Regions from separate parts of the Lactuca sativa genome. Here region 2 is linked to region 1. A link is a contact called in public Hi-C data. All regions are on one chromosome and are shown on one strand. Each heading gives the region's core, a stretch centred on a gene start, on an enhancer-like site or on the middle of the called end of the contact. The rest is flanking DNA. Distances are from core to core; before and after follow the strand shown.

What was found. A called contact is a pair of places that touch in the nucleus more often than the background predicts.
Region 2: a Hi-C map of seed shows a contact between it and region 1, with 7 times the contacts expected there. The contact joins the promoter of LOC111895259 here to the promoter of LOC111895248 in region 1. A contact is called at or near these places in 2 of 4 Hi-C or Micro-C datasets (leaf and seed).

The regions. Positions count from the first base shown.
Region 1 is chr9:95,453,982-95,461,194 of Lsat_Salinas_v11, reverse strand. LOC111895248 reads right to left here and starts at 5,286. Exons shown (of 3, transcript XM_023891338.3): 1 at 5,131-5,286; 2 at 4,912-5,017; 3 at 3,740-4,223. The coding sequence starts at 5,163. The coding sequence ends at 4,051.
Region 2 is chr9:95,759,539-95,766,751 of Lsat_Salinas_v11, reverse strand. LOC111895259 (caffeoylshikimate esterase) reads left to right here and starts at 2,705. Exons shown (of 8, transcript XM_023891348.3): 1 at 2,705-2,883; 2 at 2,990-3,022; 3 at 3,139-3,265; 4 at 3,484-3,630; 5 at 3,910-4,040; 6 at 6,266-6,403; 7 at 6,493-6,591; 8 at 7,006-7,213. The coding sequence starts at 2,881.

The DNA.
Region 1 (7,213 bases), core at 4,037-6,536:
TGATGTGGTAATTTATTATATCAAATTTATATTTATATTACACTTATTCTCTTTGAAATCACTACATAATTAGCCAAGTGTACCTATTCATTTTGCAATCTGGATTTAGTAAGTATGGATTGTCGAACATTTGTGGGACGCGAATGATTCTTAATAAATTACCTATAACTAAATAAACAAATTAAAAAGGGGAGGATTTTGATTTTGTAATCTCAGAAAACTTAAAACTTTAATTAATTAAATAAAATAAAACTGACTAAGGAATGCAGAAAAGTGATTCTAGAAAACAATAACTAAAGAGAACTTTTGTTTAGGTTCGATTAGCTAATTCACTATGGTTGATTCATATGATAGTGCAATGGATTTAATTTCATTGGTTACCAGTTCCTATGTGACAGGTAATAATGGTCATATTCTTTATCCTATGATTTATTATAACTACCAGCTCAGTGATCAAGTGAACAAATAATTAAACAAACCAGCTTTTAGTTCGATTTATACCAGACTTGAATTGTAAATTGTCATTAGTGGTCATAACACTAGTTTAATATGTTAATGTCATTACACATATACAAATTAAAGTTACCAAATTCTCTATTTGACCCTAAGTTTATGATCAAAGTCTATTCATATAAACCTAATGGTCATAGAGTTCATATGATTTAAGCAAGTCAAGATAGAATGGTCATGTCACCCTAACAGTGCTCAACAATAAACAAAAAAAATTAAGCTTTAACACAGAAGGATCTTTATCAAGCTAATATAATAAATAACCAACTAATAAAATTGGTAATCATAAAATCAAACCATAGTTTCAAAGATTCTCTACCCTAAACGAAAGTTGAGGTTTTTTGCCTACTATCAATCTATCATGGCAGTAAAAACAATTAAAACAAAGCAAACTATCATCCACATGAAAAACAAGCTAACTAAGTTATTAATTGTAATTATGTTAATGATCTCTTCCTATAAATATAAAAAAATGGTAAATTATAAAACTATAAATAAAAAAGTATCTAGAATTAACTTAGCTAAATGACTAAACAAAATATCAAACATAAAATAAACCCAAAATATTTTATTATGATAACATTAATATAATCAAGTTGAAAAATAAATATTTTAAACACCAAAAACTCAATACGTTGGCAACAACATAGTGAGCCAAATTAACATTAACTATGAATAAAAAGAGAATCATAAACTATGTTGTCGCCAAATTAACATTAACTATGAATAAAAAGAGAATTATAAACATTTGGAAAAACAAAATGGGAGCATTTTGAATAATAAGCATCGTTTGTCACTACAAGCTTCTAGTGTTTAGTTTAAACAAAACGTTTCAAATCTTAATACTACTTCATGAAGCATTTAACAAAGCATTGCCGATTAGAAGTTACTCGTTACCCACTACAAGCTACCCGCTACCAGTTATTTTTGTCGAACACATCCATAGTCGAAGTCTATTTCTATTGATATTAAGGTTAATATTACAGAAGACCTAACATTTTAGGATTTCTTTTATTTTAAAACTAAACTTTTTTCCGGTTTTTTTTTTTTCATTTTGGCCATTTAGAAGGCTTATTGAAAACCTTCCGGTATTAGAAAATATGTTTAAAAACATGTTTTTTTCTTTCAAAGACGTACATTTGATAAACTTTTTGATTAGACCAACTTTCGTTTTAACTCAAAATTCTTTTATTTTTATTTTGTTGTTGTTTACGGTGTTTTTGATGGAGGACAACAGAGATTAAGTTCTATCTATATTTCTAATAATGAGGCAAAATGTTCTATGTATGCTAACGTTGATGACATTGTATCACAAATGGTTCCACTTATGTTAATCTGAAAGTTTTTACGTTTCTCTTTATTGTGAAAAATCTAATATTTTCTTCAAATTTTAATATTGAAAACAATATTAAAATTTGGTTATAAGGATAAGTTGACATTGGTTGCTTATATAATGTGGTTTACCATTTTTTTAGTGTTGCTTTATTAGCTTATTCTTTAAATACGTTTCTCATTAACAGTCCAGTTCAAGAAAAATAATACACTATGAATATTGAATTGTACAAATATTAAACTTTTATCGGCCATAAAAATATTGTACTGTTTTTGATGAATAATTTTTTTAGATATAGCTGAACAAAACATCCAAATCATCTTGAAATACTTAAATACACTATGAGTCTTGAATTGTCTAAAACTTAAACTTTTATCGGTCATAAAAGATATTGTAATGTTTTTTATGAATAAATTTATTAGAAACTAAACAAAATACCCAAAATCCAAACCTACGTCTATTGATTTTAGTATCTAAGTTTAAATGTTATCTTCCGTCATGGTATAACAAAATTATTCATTATATCGTCAGTATAATCGGAAAAACCTTTTGTATCCGGTTAAGGAGTTTTTTTTTTTTTTTAAATCAAAAGTTTTGGTTGTTAAAGAGAAAAAAATCTTTGGATGGTTAACGCAAAACTCAATGGTTTTCATAGACTTCAAAGTTTTATGGTTAATCAAAGTTATCATGAAACCTATACGGTTAACGGGTTAAGTTGTTTTTTTTTTAAATTTCAAAGTTAAAAATATAAATGGTTTCTTTCTTATTATTTTCATTTTATTTTTTTTCACATCTTATTTTATGTTTTTTCTATTTTATTAAATTTTACTAGGTATAAGATCCGTGTATCACACGGGTTTATTAAAAATAAAAATTTAATATGAATATAAACATTAAATATTCTATACAATAATGCTTTTCTATAAAAAAAAAATGTAATCTTTTGTAACATTTATAAAAGAAATCAAATTGTTTGGATCACTTATGAAAATTTATTATCAAATTAACAGAATGATATATATATATATATATATATATATATATATATATATATATATATATATATATATATATATATATATATATATATATATAACCCATTAGAAATTTTTGGAAATTTATTTTAAGAAAAAATTGAAATCTTTAAAAAATGACAAGTGGAAAATAACAATTTTAAAAATTCTAGAAAATGATATATATCAAAATGAAAGTAAAGATGACAAGTCTCAAATATATATATATATATATATATATATATATATATATATATATATATAACCCATTAGAATTTTTTGGAAATTTATTTTAAGAAAAAATTGAAATCCTTAAAAAATGACAACTGGAAAATAATAATTTTAAAAATTCTAGAAAATGACATATATCAAAATGAAAGAAAAAATGACAAGTATCAAAAGTATTTTCATTTATTAGGTAGGATATAATAATAAAATATAACAATAAATACATATTAATTTCATTAATGGACTTTCTTTTAATTTCAAAATTACTAAATTAAAGTCATATTAGTTTCATTTGTTTATTCATCTAAATTATTTGTCTAAATTTAAAAATAAAAAAATAAAAAAAAAACCTTTAATTTTAATAATTCAATATTTTTCACTTTTCTTATAAATTCACACTTTTGAAATGTTTAAAAATTTATATTTTATTTTTCTTTCAAATAAACTCATACAATATATAGATCAAACATCTAGTTTGGCCAATATATTAAATGATTACTTCCATTTTATATGTTATTTACAATCTATTCTTGAACCCCCAATCACTCATTTAGTCTGGCATGGTCCAAATACTTCTTGTTCCAACCATAAATCTTGATTTCGAGTACAAGTAATTAACAACTTTCAATTAAAAAACGAGAATAAGAATATGAAATGGACCAACATATTCAGTTTCATTTATTATTATAAACAGGAGAGCTAGCTACCACAATAAGGACAATCCTCACATGACATCACATATAAAGTGACTTCTTCCCACTAAGATTCAATATCCCCACCCAACCCCACCTGAATTTACTGAAATACCCTTATGTCATCTCGGGCAATCTGGTCATTTCCCTTTTGTTTCAGGATGGTAAGATCAATAATAATACATACATACATACATACATACATGCATAGATTAGGGGAGGCATGAAAAAGTAGCTAGACGTTAATGAGTCACCATGTTATGCCATATTTTAATTACTCATCATCATCATCCTTGTCTGAGTTGTTTGATTTGTTATCAGATATCATTTTTTGAATCAACTCGCTCGTCTCTGATTCCGACATCTGTCGACTTGCTCCTGTTGATGACTGAGACTGCAAGTACGACTCAAAGAACTCCTTGTTCTCTTTCTCTAACTCCTTCCACACTGCATGTTATGTGTAGGGTTTTGTTTCACTTTTAATAATAATGTGATCATATTTAACAATTTCGGTTAGGATCATGGTTATATATATATATATATATATATATATATATATATATATATATATATATATATATATATATATATATATATATATATATATATATATATATATATATGGATCGGATCTACTGTCCATTTTCTTTCCAAAAGAGTCCTTTAACAAATAGTGAGTTTCCAACATAATCTATACACGTAGATTTGAGTGTGTCTAGCTAGTTGATGTGGGACTTACACATGACCCCTAACATGGAGGCTCAATGATGGCTTTGATATCATGTTAGATATGTTAAATTGTTGATTTTCTTTCCAAAAGAGCCCATAAGGAAGAGAGGGGAGACGCCAACATATATACAAGCAGTAGGAGGGGACTGTGTCTAACCGATGTGACTATAGGTTTTGATTAGATGATGACATGTGTGCTAGATGTTTATTTTGATACCATGTTGGAGATATAGATTTCTTGATTTTTTTCGAAAGATAACTCTTAAGAAGAGAATGGAGACTCCAACATATATTGGGATTGTGTCTAGCTCTAGCTGATCATGTGTGTATGGCCATGCATGCATGGTCATATATGAATGATCTGTATATATATAGTTTGAGGTAGAGGAAAGGAAAGGAAACTAACCGGTTGAGGTGATGACCGGCTTGATGTTTGCATGTTTAGATAGGGCTTCCATGCACTCTTCTTTGCTCATGCGGAAGATCAAACACTTTTCTATAAGATGTTGCACCTAAAACAAATCACACCATGCATATATATAGTTAAACTTTTAACTATGATCATCTATAAAACTTTCCATATGAATTATGAACCATATGTTTTTGTTGTTATTGTTGTTGTTACCATGTGTATGTATGAAGCTGAAGAGTCATCCATCTTAATTATCACTTTCACTGGTTTTGTGATACAAATATGGACATGTATATATGTGAAGGATTTTTGTGTTGTATAGAGAGTGATGAGAGCTAGCGATCATGAAGCAAGGAAAATGCGTTTGAAAGTTATATAGAGATGAAAATGGTGAAGGAGATGGTGGGGTGGGCCATGGAGTCCATGTGGGAGATAGATGATAACTGGTGGAGAAGGGTTTAGAGGAGATTTGGAGTTCAACATTTCTGTCTTGTAGGAATCCAATGTGGCAGCCCCCCTTCACGTGACCAGTGGGTCCCACCTACCCTAGACATTCTCTAAAGTTTCAAGACTATTCACCAATATGCTACTTGGAAAAAAAAAAAGCATCATTACCATAAAAAGACAATGAATTTATCGTCCTCAAAACCTTTTAGCAAATCAGAATGTGACATATGGCAATTCATGATCACAGATTCTAGTGAATATACATAGGGATGCTGCACCAAGCTTACTGCTGATGTGGTGACATACAGGATCGTCCATTTGTCCATGTGATGATTTGGTGCTTCATGATTGGTTGATGGAAACAAGACAAGTAAAAGACATTGATGATCTGGACTTCTTTCGGTTCTTTAAGATCATAACTTCACTGGTTCATTTTTATCTAGCTAGCCTTATATTTTTTTTATATTAATTTTACATAGATATTATGGTTTGGAACATCATTTGTACACATCCGGTGTTTCTTGAAGTTTCTGTTTTTCTTTGTGGACTCCAGTCAAGTGATTGGTTTGTCTTATTACAACTTACAAGTAGCACAAACTGTCCAAGAAGGATGAATATATGCAAACATATCTTCTTATTCAACACTTTATAGAACACCAACTCAGCCCCCACTAAAAAGAAAGAACTCTTGATGGGAGGGTTTGAGTACTTATAAAGTAAATATCTAATCCAATAGTGGAATCTTGTATGACAAAAAACATGCCACCAATAGATTGAAATCTAAAGTTATTCTTCTAGCAACTTTTAAGTTGTTCATAATACCCTAAACATCATTTGAGATGTAAATCAGACCCACACTGTAACCATTGAAGATTTCATTTTGTGTCCGTCTTTGGAATTCAAGATTCAAATAGGACTTGAATTACGTAGGAATCATTCAAGAAATTGAAAGGAATTTAATTATTTGTTAAAAGACAAAAATACCCGAATGTTATTTCTTTAACTTTTTACTCTTTAAATAAATTTTACAAGTCCTTAAGATGGGAGTGTAGTGGCTGAGGAGTGGAATACCGCACAAGAGGTCAAGGGTTCTAACCCTAACACACACAAAATATTGTTAGTATTCATTGATTGACCTCTCACGTGAACCTAAGACAGCTTGGACCACTCAGATGATACGGTTTACCATTTTTTTTAAATAAAATTCTAGTGACAACATAAGCACAGGTGGAACACATGTCCAATATACATCCTAGACGAAGTGAAATATGCATAAATCTCAAAATTACACAGATTTCTAATACAAGAGTTGGTGTTGGGGCCCATCTACAGAAACTGACAAACTACAAACTCCAAAACAATGTATCTTATACATCACATAGATACCAAACAGAAAGATGCACAGGTATTGGGACCACTACTAATATAGTATAATGATGACTACAAACTAGTTACAATTATACATACAGTCATCAAATGAGAGGTGAAAAAACCCTTAGATTATTGGGGATCGATCTAGGATAATGACCTTATCTTGAAAAGCTACCAACCTACAACCTACAACCACAAAAATCCTCATACATACCACAATTTGGTTCGACACTGTTGCTTATTGGCTAAAAGCCTTATCTAACAACCCTTATTTCATGTATTCGATAATTTTTACCTGGCTATATCATTCAACATCAGACTTAGGTGATTTTGTTACTATGTGATGTGAAATCTAGTGATAATTCCCACAAGAATATACAAAAGACCCACGTATGTAACCTTTGAAATAACTACAAAGAATAGGACAATACATTGAAACATTCAAAGGGTTTTATCATGATGAAAAGTAATGAACATC
Region 2 (7,213 bases), core at 1,456-3,955, 310 kb before region 1:
GATCCATGTACATAGAAATTACACAACTACAAGCATGCCCCACTTCGATCAACTCCTGGTAGTCTTTTTCAATTGCTATTATCCTTAATCCATCAGGGAACTCAATATCGGGCATGAAAAAGTACACATTAACGCATGTATTATTTGAGAATCTTTAAAGGAACAATACATTTGGTATTGTCCATTCTAGCAAAATCGACATCCTCAAACCTCTGCCCCGCTCCATCTGAGTAATTGATCACTGGGTACCTCATAAACATACCAGTAAAATGAAGATCTATCTTCATTTAACGGCCATACCAAGAATCCGAATGAAGAGTTTTTGCGAGGAACAGTAGAAAAAAAATAGAAGAAAGGGGCAGAAGAAAGCGACTACAGAAGGATGTAGCTTCTAGAAGAAGGGTTACGTACCTCATTTAATGATACATTAAGTGACATCTGATTTGACATATGAGCTGTCATTTTTTAATGACATGTACAATAAAACCGGCTGATTATGAAGGGGGTCATCGGGTGACCCCTTCACTTTCTAGAAAATGACCTTAAAAGCATGTAAAATGTGAATTTATACCCATAGAATTAAAAAAAAAAACAATAGGATTGTTTTAAACCAAAATGTGTAAGATCGGTGGCTACAATGACATTTTCCCTTCTCCAAACCTTACAGAAGCTCTCCACTTCATGAAGTGGAATGGGGCAAGATAGGTGTAACATATCTCTCAGGCTTGAGGGAGTGGACTCGCCACCCCTTCTCCAAACAAAGTGCTAACATATCAAACACCACCCTTTGGATTTGCCAAGGAAGGTGTTAAGAATTGGTCACCAAGCAAGTAGCGAGAGGAAAGAAAATATAGAAGATGTATTGGTTGATTATGATTGGTTCATAGCTATTTTTTTCTCTCTTTTTTTCCTTCAAAATAAACCCTATTAATTTAACACACCATCACTCCCTACCAGATGCTAAGAGTTAGTTGCTAAGAAAGAAAAATGATGTGGCAAGGTGCTAAGAGTGGTACCACTCCCCTTAGCCTTATAAAGATTGAGCTTTAGGTTTTACCGTCGGTATTGGGCCAAAGGCCTATCACAGACCGTGCCTGTTTCCTATATAGAAGGTAGAGACCTTGCTACGAGCAGCTTGGGATCAATTAAGTGTTAGATAAACTAGGGTTTGTGGTGGAGATCTAGATGTCAACTTGGATTCTGAGTACACTTTCCGAACTGATATTTCTATCCTATGTCTGGGTTGCAATAAATTCAGCATATGATAATCCAAGTGGACACTTACGATTCTAGGCGCAGAAATCGTAAGCCAATTGGCTAGAGAGATTCTATGAGAGTGTTATGACGAAAACGAGAGCTAAAATTCGTGTATCTCTTCTGAGAAGGAAGAGCCGTTTATATATTAAATGAGATTAGGGTTTTAGTAGGGTTGGGTCGTCATTAGTTGCTTTGGAAGCAAGTCAGGATAATCTGGGTTTGATGAGGATTTAGGATTATCAAAACTAACGAGTTTTGTTAGTTTTACCATAATCACCCTCAAGAAATTGAATTTTCCACTATGTTCCCATATGTAAAATTCGGTGAGGTTTTGGGACCCCAACCAGGGGCTCTGCCCCTTGGACCCCGCTAGGGGCGTTGCCCCTAGACCCCGCCAAAGGGGCGCTGCCCCTTTGGAAACCCCGGACCTGGGGGCACTGCCCTCGGACCCCCGACTAGTCGTCGAACCGGCTTCTAATTCGATCTTATACATGCGTGCACTCCGCACAACCCTCGTACATATATATTAGAGTACAAATTATAAAACTCTTTGGCTCACATGTTAGTTCTAGTTACTTAAAATGACATGGTGACATTAAATGACCATCATTAAACTGTTTATTATTTGTTTTAGTTGTATGATCTAATATGCTCGCATGATGACGGTAGCAATAACAACTTCTTGTTATATGTATACAAATACTCCAATATTCCAACAATACGCCGCTATTGCTATTACTATACTGAACTATGCACTTTTAGATATTAACAGTATTTAATAGAGGTATTGTTTTTGGTAAAACACGTTCTTTAACCATCTAACTCAATAGTCTAATCATTAGGTACATTTGATTCACTATTTTGCTCTCATCTTTTTTTCTCCTAAAGCATTGAAAACTTAATTACAAAATTGAATACTACCAAATTTAATTAATATACTACACAAACTTTAATTATTATAACCGACAAAAAATGAACCAATTAGAACACCTATACTTAATATTAGCAGCCTAATATTGCCTAATAATTTTGAGTCCACTCATTTTTGAGTGAGGTTTTGAACGAATATGGTTTTGTAATTAGATTTATATGAATTTTGAAGTTCCAAAGGTATGAGGATATACCTGACATTTTTAACTATTAGTTATTTATAATAAAAATAATCAGTATATAATAAATAAGTAGAATATCGATATGAAAAAGCGATTATTAATTAAATATTAGATTATCTTATGACTATATGTATACCTAGCTATAACGATTTTATTCAAATAACAGCAAAACAACCTAATCTTCATGGAATTTTCCTTTTACACACCCATAATAAAATAATAAAAAGTAAATAAATTGTAAATAATTAAATAATAATAATCCCACTTGCTAAAATACAAGAGAATAAACTGTACACGAACAACTCCTCGTTATAAGCAGAGATCACGTCTCTTACTCCACAAACACATCATCCTTTCAAATTCTAAAATATCTCTACCTTATTCTTTATAAACCTTTTTCCAATTCCACTGCAACAAACTTCTTCTTCTATCTATCTATCTCCATAATCTCAGGAACAATCAAAATCAAAAGCTTGTGATCTTCATAAAGATTTCAAGAACACTCTGTTCCATGGTACGTCTCAGTTCATAGATTTCCTATTTTTTTGTTTCAATAAATTCTTGTCTTTTATGATATTGAGTTTTTCTGTTATGGGATTTTGATGTTTGATCATTATTAGGCGACTGAAGCTTCAGATTTCAAATACGAAGAGGTAATATTCAATAATTTTGATTCTTTAACGTGCTCTGTTTACTGGTATTGTTTATGAACATGCATGAACTGAAGAACACGTTTAATTTAAAGTCATCTTGATGTGATAATTTTCAGGAATACATCGTGAATTCGAAAGGATTGCAAATATTTACGTGTCGATGGCTTCCTGTTGACACTGAACCAAAAGCTTTGATCTTTCTCAACCATGGCTACGCCATGGAATGCAGTGTCTCCATGAAAGGTCAGTTGACTTTTTTCTTAAACTCAATATTACGGTAGAGATTTCTTACTTCATGCTTCAAAATCAATAGCCATAATAAACTTGGAGAGAATCTATCAAAATACAATCATTACGAGTTCCAAAATCAATGATGTGTTGATCGATTTTGAATTCGAAATTCACCACGTTTGACTTACTCTCCTCTATATATTAATTGGATTCAAATCAAATCTAAACAGGAGCTGCATTAAGGCTTGTGAAGGCGGGATTTGCAGTTTATGGGATTGATAATCAAGGACATGGGAAATCTTCTGGGCTTCAGGGTTATATCCCATCTTTTGATGATCTTGTTAACGATTGTTCAGATTTTTTCACAAGCGTTTGTGGTAAGTTCTTTTGTTATCTTTTTTTTAAAACAATTCTACACTTCTAGTTTATTTAATTAAACTCAAAATATTGAATGTTCAATATTGACCTAGTCAATCAAATTGAGTTGAAAAAGGGTTTTGAATTGCTTTCTTGTTTTATAGGATACCTATGAACATATAAGATTACGAAAGTAGAAATAGTGCGTCTTGACCGACTTCACTGATTATTTTATTTTGAATTTATATTTATATTTTAAATAAATATGTTAATTAATGGATAATTTTTATTTCTTTCAGAAAAGAAAGAAAATAAAAGAAAGATGAGAATATTGCTTGGAGAATCGATGGGAGGGGGAATGGTTCTCCGATTACATAGGAAGAACCCAGAGTATTGGGATGGTGGAGTCTTGATCGCACCCATGTGTAAGGTATGTGCTACCTTTTTCTATCTTTTTGATTCAAAAATGACATATATATATATATATATATATATATATATATATATATATATATATATATATATATATATATATATATATATATATATATATATATATATATATATATATATATATATATATATACTAGGTATGAAACCCGTCTATTACATGAGTTTATTAAAAAAAAAATTTGTTAACCACAAAGATCATATTCATAAAAAAAGTAGTAACGATTGAGTTTATGACCTTTTGGTAAACCGTATTGACTATTTATATAATTTGGTCATAATTAATCTATACTAATATAATTAATTAATATGAATTCACAAATGAAATATACTATCTACATTAATATACATATACGTTAATTCCTATATTAATAAAAAGAGGAATTCAAAAATAAAAAATTATTATATATGTTAATTAATATATTTATAAAATTAATTAATATGATGTGACATTTAATAGGTGAGATTTGAATAAAAAAGAAAAAAACTATAAAAATAACAAGTAATTATTAAATAATTCAAAAAAAATCTAGAAAATGACAAGTGTCAAAATAAAAAAGAAGATGACATGTAGCAAAATCATATTTATTCTGTAAACTAAATATAATAAGAGTACATTAGAACTAATATTAAGCATCTTATATGAACAATCTTCCACTGTTATTGATTCAGGATTAATATTAACGACAGTTATACTTTCTAAAAATAAAACCTTCTATTTTTTGATAAGATTTTATTGAATATCCAGTTAGAACTGATGATGCTCTGGATTAAATATAATGTTCTCACGTTATATTTGGTTCACGCAAGAGATACTATTTATAATACTGTTTATGATTCTTAGTAGTTTGCAATTAGTTCATTATTTCGTTTTAATGTAACTTTATTTTACATATTTTTTTAAGATATTACTTATAAAATAGTATAATTTATGCACGATTTTTCAATGTTTGTGGTCAACTAGAATGTCACATGCGCGTTACTATGAATGATGAAAAGAGTTCATGGTCAAATAGAATGTATTAAATGTGAAAAGTCAAATATCATCTTGAAGGTTCTAAAGTTGTCAATTTCATGTTTAATCCTCTTAATTATCTCCTGTATTTATTCCGTAAACTGAGTGGCATCCAAGATAAAAGTCCTTAAACATATATCTTAAAAAGTACCACTTTTATAATAACAATAAAAAAAGTGTAAAAAAAAAGCTTACACCTCATCTATGTGTACCACTTTTTTCTAAAAAAAATACGGCTTTATGTATTTTTTTAGTATATGTTAAAAAGTACGACTATAACTTTTGAAAAAATTTCATGATTGATTTGAAATCTAACAACCATAACTTGTGAACAATTTCATTATTGATTTGAAATCTAACAACTATAATTTTTTAAAAGTAGATATATGATTCAGTCTTATAATTAATTTAGTCGTTTAATTTTTTAAAACTAATAATTATTTAAATTTTGACTATTTTATTTGATAAATTGGTCGCCAATAGAATATAAGAATTTTGATATATATATATATATATATATATATATATATATATATATATATATATATATATATATATATATATATATATATAATTTTAATTTTTTATATTATCTTATTATCTTAATATGTAACGAATTGTATTATCTTACTTTAATATATTGTAAGATAATAGTAGAGAAATAAAATAAGATACATTAAGAATATACTACGATAATAAGATACTCTTATAAAAATTAAAAATAATATATATATATATATATATATATATATATATATATATATATATATATATATATATATATATATATATATATATATATTAAAAAATCCTTATATTGATTATATCTGCAAAATGTTCTTATATTTTGATAGTGACCGATTTAACCCGTAAAAGGGTAAAAAAAATGCAAGCAATATATATATATATATATATATATATATATATATATATATATATATATATATATATATATATATATATATATATATATAGAGAGAGAGAGAGAGAGAGAGAGAGAGAGAGAGATTTTGATTATGATGCAAAAATATAAGGAAATTTTTTTTTGAAGATTTAACATATATTAAGGGTGAAATGATCATGTCAACAAGAACGACAATGATATATTTTTAACATTGAAAATAATACCACAAGAAGTACCTAATTTTCAATTTTTATACCTAATTTTTTTTATTTGTTTAATTTCTCAGATTGCAGACGACATCAAGCCTCCTCAATTCGTAATTAACGTGTTGACAAAACTTACAAAAATAATTCCAACATGGAAGATTGTACCCGGTAAAGATATTATTGACGTTGCTTTTAGAGATCCTAAAATCCGGGAAGAGGTATGAATTTTTTTCTTTGTACATTTGCTTTATTATAAAGGTTTTATACGTTTATGATTTACTTATATGTATGTTTGTGTGACATATAGGTTCGTAATAACCCCTTATGCTACAAAGGACGATTTCGTCTAAAGACCGCCAATGAGCTACTAAATGTTAGTTTAGACCTTGAAAATAGGCTCCAAGAGGTATGTTAGTTGTTCTATTTCTACTTTTTATACAAAATTATCATGTATGAAAGTGTCTTTTTTTTATTTATTTAAGTGTTGGTTGAATAAAATGATCTTTAAAAATGTTTGAGAAAATGACAACATTATTAACGAAATGAAAAATAAAAATGAATGCAAACTTGTAAAATAATAGAATTTAATAGCGCACGATTCATTTCATAAGTTTTTCTATTAAAACATGCTTACTGTATTAAATTAAACAATTTATATGCTGCTATCACATTAAGTGGCGTGTGTACTAAGTAAAAAAGAACAAGATCTAAAAGATTTACAAGAAAAAAATCCTTTGTAGAATATCATTTTACGAGATATTTTATTTTACTAAGACCACCATATACAAATCCTATTAATAACATATTTTTACTGAATCAGGTAACATTTCCATTTTTTGTTGGTCATGGAGAAGCAGACACGGTGACTGATCCATCAGTAAGCAAGCTTTTATACGAAACGGCTTCTAGCTACGAAAAGACCTTTAAGTTGTATCCAGGAATGTGGCATGCTCTCACATATGGAGAGTTTTCTGAAAACACAGATACAGTATTTGCAGATATTATTGGTTGGATTGATGAGAGAGTTT